Regions from separate parts of the Sus scrofa genome. Here region 2 is linked to region 1. A link is a contact called in public Hi-C data. All regions are on one chromosome and are shown on one strand. Each heading gives the region's core, a stretch centred on a gene start, on an enhancer-like site or on the middle of the called end of the contact. The rest is flanking DNA. Distances are from core to core; before and after follow the strand shown.

What was found. Hi-C and Micro-C count contacts between places; a contact is called where the count stands out from the background.
Region 2: a contact with region 1 is called in a Hi-C map of fibroblasts, with 2.8 times the contacts expected there. The contact joins two enhancer-like sites. A contact is called at or near these places in 4 of 47 Hi-C or Micro-C datasets (fetal heart ventricle, fibroblasts, heart right ventricle and 1 more).

Annotation. Positions count from the first base shown.
Region 1 is chr17:38,494,885-38,499,542 of Sscrofa11.1, reverse strand. It overlaps EDEM2 (ER degradation-enhancing alpha-mannosidase-like protein 2), which reads left to right. Exons shown (of 11, transcript XM_003359958.5): 7 at 377-518; 8 at 1,937-2,061. Among named protein-coding and RNA genes, the nearest start is that of EDEM2, 18 kb to the left of the region's middle. Within about 2 kb of position 2,437, at least 1 of the 83 cell types and tissues checked has an H3K27ac peak or open chromatin away from gene starts, as enhancers often do.
Region 2 is chr17:38,620,949-38,625,643 of Sscrofa11.1, reverse strand. MMP24 (matrix metalloproteinase-24) reads right to left here. Exons shown (of 10, transcript XM_021077693.1): 6 at 515-676. Among named protein-coding and RNA genes, the nearest start is that of EIF6, 21 kb to the left of the region's middle. Within about 2 kb of position 1,528, at least 11 of the 83 cell types and tissues checked have an H3K27ac peak or open chromatin away from gene starts, as enhancers often do.

The sequences.
Region 1 (4,658 bases), core at 1,188-3,687:
CGTGAAGTATGTTTTGTGTGTTTAGACACTGGAATTACACATGTGCTGGGGGCTGAGAAGTCAGAGACAGGTTGTGGGAACGGCACGTTCTCATCTTCCAGCTCACATTCACTCCAGATAAGTCATGGACACTCCAAGTCATTGTTAATATTTCAATTTCTGACCAGTGTGTATAATTAAGTCCTAAATGTGCATGAGATGCACCCCCACTATACAGATATGCAAAAGAGCTGGCCACAATCCAGCCTTGCCCCCCAACCCTTCTTGTCTCCCAGGAAGTCCCAGGGTGCCTGCCTTGTATCTCAGGAGGCAAGGGTGTGGAGGGATCCTTGTTTGGTCTTGGGCCCTCCTTTGGGACCACATGTCTCTCTCCCAGGTTGGCAACCACATCGACGTGCTCACTGGCAAGTGGGTGGCCCAGGACGCGGGCATTGGGGCTGGCGTGGACTCTTACTTTGAGTACCTGGTGAAAGGAGCCATCCTTCTTCAGGATAAGAAGCTCATGGCCATGTTCCTAGGTAAAAAGGGCAGGGTCAGAAGGCTTTTCCCCATGGTTTTTCCTGTTGACATGGAGTTTCTTTATAAACTTTCAGTTGCTCCCAGGTGCTACAGAATCAGTTCTGAAAGTCTGAGTCTGCATCCAAAGCCACCATGGACTTACACCATCCAGTGGAGGCCCACCACACCTCTGTGTACCTCCTTGCAAGAGCCAACTGTACCACGCTGGCTTCTCTGGATGCAGCCCTGGATTTTTTCATTTCCTGGCCATTGCTGGTGGTGTTTCCTTTGCCCAGAAGACCTTTTATTTTGCCTTTGTGTATCCAAATTGTTCGCCCTTCAGGGCCTAGTTTAAATGTCACTTTGCCCAGGAAAAAACCTGATCCTTCCTCAGAATTTAGGGCCTTCAGCATCTTTCTTGTAGTCAACTGTCATAACAATTACAGCTCTGACCACTGAGTGAGACATCCAGGCCTCATTTGTCTTTGTACTTCCCACAGTGCTTGGTAGGAGGTAGCTAGTAGATTAATGCCTACTGAATAAAAACATTTTACCCTCCAGGTCCTCAGACAATAGTAATAATGCTATTGAGGAATTATTGGACCCTTAATAATAATTATGGCTATCATTCGTTTATTCAGCAAATATTTATTGAGTACCATTGATGTGTCAAGTACTGTGCCAGGCACTGAACATAGACTCTTTCACTTAATCCTTACAACACTATTTGAAATTGTCTTACTTATTTGCATGTATATTTGATACTTTGTTCATTCAGATGATATTGTGCATATTTATTATGTACTGTCTTCGTGTTGGGCATCCCACAATGAACAAAACAAAACCCGAGCTCTCATAGATTTACAATCAAGAGGGAATTTTAAGTCCAAGTCCCCTCTAGCATATAAGCTCCCTGAGGGCTGGACTTTGTCTTATTTATCATCTTCTAAGTGCCTGACACCTAGAAGATGATCAGTGAATATTGTTAAGTGAATAAATGACTGCACAATCCCATGAGGTATAAAATATTACTCTCCTCGCTTTATAGATAATAAGACTGAGGCTTAAGAGGGAAAAACTTGCCCAGGGTCACAGCTAGCAAGTGGAAAAGCTGAAGCTGGCTTTTTTTTTTTTTTTTTTTTTTTTTGGCCATCGCACGCTGGGGCTTGATGTGGGATCTCAGTTTCTAGACCAGAGATTGAACCCCAGGCTGCAGTGGTGAAAGCAGAGTCCTTACCACCAGATCAGCAGGGAACTCCTTGGAGCTGGAATTTGAGCCTGGAAGTTTGACTCCAGAACCTGTGCTCCTTCCTCTGTGCCTCCTTGTCTATGTTGAGGCTAGGCCATCCTAGAGTCTCTCAAATGTTTAGGTCTGTTGACAAAGCCTGCCTTTTGTCTCCCACATCATTGATGTGTCCATTATCTTATTCCTCTGCAGAGTATAACAAAGCCATTCGGAATTACACCCGCTTCGATGACTGGTACCTGTGGGTGCAGATGTACAAGGGGACTGTGTCCATGCCGGTCTTCCAGTCTCTGGAGGCCTACTGGCCTGGTCTTCAGGTAGGAATGATCAGAGAGGGTGGTCATTTTTCTATGGAACCAACAAAGCAAGCCCATTCTGACGTGCCAGTCAGAAGCGATCGGACTTGGGATGGGAGAGAGGCTTAGAGTGAATTAAACAGATTTGCAGTTCTGCCTAACCAAATTTTCCAAGGGAAGCTTCAAAGTGTTAGGCACTGAACTTCCAGTTTGTTATGGAATGTTGTACCACTTAAAGCAGACGGCATCTTTCTGGGCTGGGTGGTAATAGCCATTGGCAACCACCGTTTCTCCACTGGATATTTCTGTCACATTCCTCATTCTTGACAGCCGGCCTGAGGAAGGGTGTGAGAGCATCTGGGGCTGCTCTGCTTGCCATCATTATGTTTTTCCATTACACAGGGTGATAGAGCTGTAGCTGGAAGGGATCCTGGAGCCCATCTAATCTACCCACTGGGTGTCCTAAAATATTTTTGTAAACTACTTTTTTTTTTTTTAATCCTAAGGTAATAACATGTTGATGATGATATATTTTTAAAGCACAAAAAGAAATAGAGTGATAAATAAGTCTCAGGCCTCCACCCTCAAGAGTCTCTCCCCAGTCCAGCCCTTATTGTCAGGTTTCTGCTTCTGAATATCTTTCCAGAAATCTGTTTAGTTATATGTATATTTATCTCCCCCTTTTTTCTTTACATAAATAGGAATATTGTTTATTCTTTTTCCCTGAATGTATCTTGAAGATCATTCTCTCTTTTTTTTTTTTTTTGTCTTTTTGCCTTTTCTAGGGCTGCACCCACAGCATATGGAGGTTCCCAGGCTAGGGGTCTAATCGGAGCTGGAGCAGCCAGCCTATGCCGGAGAAACAGCAACGCGACCTATACCATAGCTCATGGCAACGCTGGATCCTTAACACGCTCAGTGGGGGCAGGGATTGAATCTGCAACCTCGTGGTTCCTAGTCGGATTCGTTGACCACTGAGCCACGACAGGAACTCCTCATTCTTTATTGATATATATATATATATATATACACATATATATATATACATATATATATATATCAATTTTGCTTTTTTAAACAGTTGCATATATTCCATTGAATAGAGGTATGGACATTTATTTAACTAGTTCCCCATTATATACTTTTAGCCAACCCTCTCATTTTACATATTTATGTAAAGAGGCTCAGAGAGAATTTACAGATAATATTAAATATTGGTCCAAATCTTCTAAGATCTTCAAATTTTATTGATTGTCTTCTAAAGAATTTTGAAAAATTATAGAGCCCCTTGTATATTTTAAATCATGAGTTTAAATAGTTGCATACCATTCCTTTTTCTCCTTCAACTCATATTTCCATTCTACTACCCCAACAGGATTTTATATTAATTATTATATTTTATGCTAAAAGCATTTTCTTGATCACCCTATTATATGTCTCTGTGACAAAATTTGTTCCTACATAGAAATTTATATTTTATGTCTTTTTTTTTTTTTTTTTTTTGTCTTTTCAGGGCTGCACCCTGGCATATGGAGGTTCCCAGGCTAGGGGTTGAATTGGAGCTATAGCTGCCAGCCTACACCACAGCCACAGGAATGCCAGATCTAAGGCATGCCTGCAGCCTACACTACAGCTCATGGTAATGCTGGATCCTTAACCCACTGAGCAAGGCCAGGGATTGAACCCACAACCTCATGGTTCCTAGTTGTATTCGTTTCTACTGCGCCATGACGGGAACTCCAGAAATTTATATTTTAAAATTTCCTCTGACCATAGGCTCTGAGTATTAAATTTTTTTCTTCTGGATTTAGTTACCATTAGTATGTAAGTGATTTAAAAACATTTATAGCATTTATATATATATGGCATGGCATATGGAAATTCCCAGGCTAGGGGTCAAATCAGAGCCACAGCTGCTGGCCTGTGCCACAGCCACAGCAACTAGGGATCCAGGCCGAGTCTGCAACCTGCACCCTGAGCACATGGTAATGTCAGATCCTTAACCCAATGAGCAAGGCCAGGGATCAAAAACCCTCATCCTCATGGATACTAGTTGGGGGATTAATTTTCCTCTGAGCCAAGTCAGGAACTCCCTATAGCTTATAATTTTTTATGGTAATAAACCTGAAAGCAATTTTATTTGAAGTGCATTTCTTAAATGAGATTTTTGGGGCTTTTAAAATTTTTAAGCAGTTTGTGTATTTGTGCATGAATAATACATGTTGCTAAAACAGGGCATGATTAGGCATCAATTTTATTCCTGCTTTTCATTTTTTTAGATGCAAGTGCCTAGGAGCCAATGCACATAAATAAATAGATGGAGCTGCAAGGAGTTTGATTATTGCAGTACCATTCAATTCTTTGAAATCAGTGAGTTAGTAGATTGAACCATATAAAATTGCCAATATTGAACCATTTTTGACCTGAAAAAGTAGCAGTATTATGTGGTTCAGTCTTTATATGGTTAAAAAAATCACATAATGGTCTATCATCAAAAATATTTTTAAGGACTTCCTTGGTGGCCTAGCGGTTAAGGACTTGTTGTCACTGATGTGGCTCGAGTTCAGTCCCTGGCCTGGTAACTTCCGCATGTCATGGGTGCAGCCAAAAAAAAAAAA
Region 2 (4,695 bases), core at 279-2,778, 130 kb before region 1:
TGTGCTCAAGTAAACTGGTCTTCCCCTCACAAGTGACTTGACAAAAACAAGAACTTCCTGCAGAACTATGAACTGAGAACGGGGTAGCAGCCTTCTCATATCTTATCAAGATATATCAACCTAGTTTCTCTTTTCGCGTTTAAGAAAAAAGCTCTGGTAATAATATCCATCGCATTGTATCATATTACTCAGGCAGATACGTGAATCTCTTAGCTAGAGGTTGGACCCCTTGACGTGAACCCAGGAGGTGAGAGGAGGTGTGTGGAAGGTGAGGTGGATAGAGAAGAGGGAGCGGGTGTCTCTCCCAGTTGCAGCTCAGACCTGCCCTGCCAGGTTACCCAAATGTGTGTGTGTGGGTAAGCAGCCTTGCCCCCTCTGCTTAAGCAAAGACATCAGAGGTCTCTAAAGGTCAGACAGAGGTCAGAGACAGAGCAGCTGCCCCCTCCCCGCCCAGGCAGGCAGTCATGGCCCAGCCCCAGGGAAGGAACGGTGGCCCGTCTGCCCTGCCACACACCGTAGATCTTCTGGATGCCCTGGAGATCGTCCTGAGGCAGCTTGAAGTTGTGTGTCTCCATGTACTGGTAGAAGGGTGCCATGATGGCGCTGGGGTCATTGGAGTGCTCCAGTCCCAGCGCGTGGCCCAGCTCATGCACAGCCACCAGGAAGAGGTCATTCCCTGTGGAGAAGGGGAGGGGGAGGTACCCACTTAGGTGTCATCCAGTTAGTCCTTTACTTCAGCAAATGCGAGCAAAAGCTTTGTGCCAGGCCCTGTGCCGGGGACATTTAGAGAAATCAGACACATCCCTGCCTTCTAGAACTCTCCATATAGTGGCAGATAGGGACAGAGACACAAACTAAGTGAAATTAGTGTTCCAGGCACTTCAGTAGCTGTCAGTAATGGTAGAGAGGATTCCACACAGGGAGGAGCCATTAAAATTTGAAGGAAAATGTTCAGGGAAAGCTTCATCAAGGTGAGCCTTCAGTTGGGTTGCGAAAGATAAGCAATGAGTTGGGAGAATGGACTCAGTGGGTAGGAGAGGAAGCGGGTTGAGGGTGGCGTTCCTGGCAGAGGGAATGCTGTAAACAAGATCCAGGGACACGCGGTTTCATTCCACTTGGCTCTGGAACAAAGCAGGAGGGGAAGGCCAGAGGGAGATGAGGTCAGCCAGGCTGGCAGGCAGGGCTTGTGATGCCATGCAAAGAAATCTGGATTGGCTCTTTGACCAGTGGGGAGTTTAAGCAGGAGTGGGGGTGGTGACACGATGAAATCACTCTGGCTGCAGTGGGAGGAGGGATTAGAGGGTGATGAGACCAGAGGCAGGGAGATAACTAGGGTCTGTCTGGATGCCAGTATGAGGGTCTGCACCAAGGCGGAGGGAGTGGGATGGGCAGAGGGGAATCCTGGGGGTGGCGGGCTGGTGGTCATCTTCAGAGACCCAGGGGCAGGCGGGGCCTCGGCCGTGCGGCATCTCTCAGTCCTGAAAGAACTGAACGAAGGCCAAGACCAAGGCACGGATTCAAATGTGAGTGAAAACAAAGTCCAGGTGCTGAAAGTGGGACACGGGATCCCGAGGCAGCCACATGTCATAGGAGTCATGAGCCTGGGCCCTTGAACAAGACAGGCCTCGTTCATTTCCAGCTCTCCCCCCACCAGCTTTGTGAATTTGGCCAGAAGGTCTACCCCCTGAGCCTCAGTTTCCTCATCTGTTCCATGGGGAAATCACACCTGCCTCACAGGGCTGTGTGAGGATTGGCTAAGACAGTAGGTATTAATGGCGTGACACTGTGCAGCTGCTGCTGTTACCTTGCATAAGACAGAAGCTTGGGGACTAAAACAAACCTATTCACCAGAAAGGAAGCACAAGGCCTTTGAAGTTCCAGCCACCAGATCCTCTTTTTTTGGTCTTTTTAGGGCTGTACCCGCAGCATATGGAAGTTCCCAGGCTAGGGGTGGACTTGGAGCTATAGCTGCCGGCCTACGCCATAGCCGTAGCAATGCAGGACCTGAGCCAAGTCTGTGACCCATACCACAGCTCATGGCAATGCTGGATCCTTAACCAACTGATCAAGACCAGGGATTGAACCCGTGTCCTCATAGATACTAGTTGGGTTCGTTACCACTGAGCCACGATGGGAACTCCAACCAGATCCTCTTAAAGCCTGAGCTTCTAGAAACTCTCCGAGCTTCTGGAAACTCCCCTGAGCTTCTGGATCTGGCCTGGGACAGGGCAAGGCCTGATATTGGGGGGATTAAGTAACCCTGGCTTTGGGAAAGAAATGCAAGGGGCGGAGGATTGGTCAGGCTGTTGAATCAACAGTCCTGACTCTGGTATGTCCCATCATAGATTTCTGTTTGCCTTGACCTCTGGCATTTGAAGGCCCTCTGAGCCCTGCCTCCACTGCCCAGCCCTAAAGCATGTCTCAGTCCATTCCTGCCACCTCAAAGTACAGGGGAGGCTGCCAGGAGCCAAGGAGGTGGTCAGAAGTCCTAACGCCCACTCCCAGCCCCATTGTCACAGGCAAAACTGTCCTACCCAACCCGGCTGAGGGCCCCATGGGGCCAGGTAAGGCTGGAATTGTGTGTGGCCCTCCTGGCTAAGGTCTTGGGAAGAGAGAAGAGCCCTGAGGGGCAGACCTGGTCGCACAGGTGCATGCCTGCAGCTTGCTCGGCTGACACAACCAGTGCCTTCAGTGTAGGGGGGATGGGCAGGACCAGTGCAAGGTTGGCCAAGAGCTTGGGGCTGGCCTTCTGCTGGGGCAGGGCAAGCTGGCATAAGGAGGCCAGGCCGCCCCCAGTTCCTTCCTCAGGTCCTGGTCCCTCTGGCAGCAGGGAAGGGTGAGCTCATCTCTGAGCTCCATCCCAAACAAAGGCGGCTGCTTGAGCCAGCGGAAGGCAGCTCCGCTTCCCGGGGTCCAGTCCTGGCTCTGCTCCTGGCCTGTTCTGCGACCCAGGACAAGCTGTTCAGGCCTATGTCTCCTGAACAGACCCTTCTTCAGGGATCGACAGGGATCTCAGTGGAGAACCAGGGAGCTAGGGCTGAGCACCTGGCAAAGCTCAAAATATTTGTCCTCAGCCTGTGTCTTTTACTCTGTTAGCCTCAATGTTGCATCTCTGTGGAGAACAGGAGTAAGCCCTTGAAGGAAGGGGGCCTGTGGGTTTGTTCTAGGGACCAAAAGGCAGAGAGCTGGGGAGTTGGCATCCTACTGCACAGAAGCCTAAGAGACCTGATAAGTGGGGGCTACTCTGGGGAGGGGCAGGAGAACTCCCTGGAGTGAGGGGAAAGCAGAGGGCTGGAGAAGACCCGTGCTCAGTGGGCAGGAGGCCACTAGGGGCAGAGAGGCAGAGTGGTCAGAAGTGTGGTCCCTGGGAGCTAGACTGCCATGAATCCCGGCTCTGTCATGCCTTAGCAGTGTGACATTTTAAATCTCTTCCTCGGTAAAATGAAGGGAATAATTGTATCTTCATCATAAGAATGGGGTGAAGATTAATGAGGAGAGGTACCTAAAGCACTCACATCGCCTCCAGGCATAGAACTATCACAGTTAATTAGCAGGGTCATGCTGAGTGGTGTGTGAAAGGCTAGCATCCTCAATAGGGAGCGTTCCTTTGAGCTGGGAGCTCAAGTCCTTGGGCCTCCTAGCAAGCACCCAACAGTCTGCTTGGCTACTCAGTGGAAACTTGTCTGCTCCATTCGCTTCTCTTGGGACCTCCATTTTCAGTGAGTTCCATCTCATTGATTCCTGTAACCCCCTCAAAAGGTTATAGCATTTCCTTTTGCCTCTGTTCTTTTGCCAGTGCTGTCTCCTCCACCTGGAACAGCCTTACTTCTTCAAAGTTCAGCTCAGTGCCACATCCTCCAGGAAGTCTTCCTTGATTTCCCTAACTGGCAGTGAGTGCTTCCTTCACACTCTCCCAGCAGTATATCTGAACCATCTTTCTGGCACTGATGGCTTTCCAACCTATATCTCAGCCGGGAGCGCACACTCTCTACTGCCCCAGGACTATGAGCTCCTTGAGGGAAAGCTCCCTGTTGGTCAAGATAAGGGTGGCAGCAGCCATGACAGAACAGTGCCAGATGTTCAGTCTTTTTCCCAGGTGTGGTCTTTGGACCATCTGCTGCAGAACCAACAGAGGCAACTGTTAAAAATTCAGAGTCCTAAGTTTGAGAAAGTTAATGTCTTCTTTGGATGAGTTAGGACTTTGCTCTGGAAAAACCAAGCATGAACAATCCGGATGCAGCTCATAACCACAGCCATAGACCCCTATGAACTGGAATGGCTCTAGGACACTTCTGGAAGGACATTCAAGATTAATTGAGTGCCTGTATGTTATCTTGTTTAATTTCCACATTACACTCAGCCAGGGATTGAGCACAATTTCCTGGGAACTTTCTGTTATGTTGGTTTCCTTCTCTATTCTTCTGCCACTTCCTATGTGAACTTGGCTCAGAACTTTCCTTTCCTCACTACCCTGCTGGGTCTAGCTCCCAGGAGGAGACACTAAAGTAACTGTGGAAGGACTCTCCCCTGTGAAGGGCTGGTCTTGATGACTCTTTCTGTCTTGTCACCTTGCCCAGGGCTGGGGTCCCTCCCCAGCAGAGCTAAATGAATTCTGCTGACTTCACTGCTTGACTCCCTGGAAAGCGATGAGGACCGAGGGTGCCTGGAGGTCTCCCCGAAATCAGGTGGAAGGGG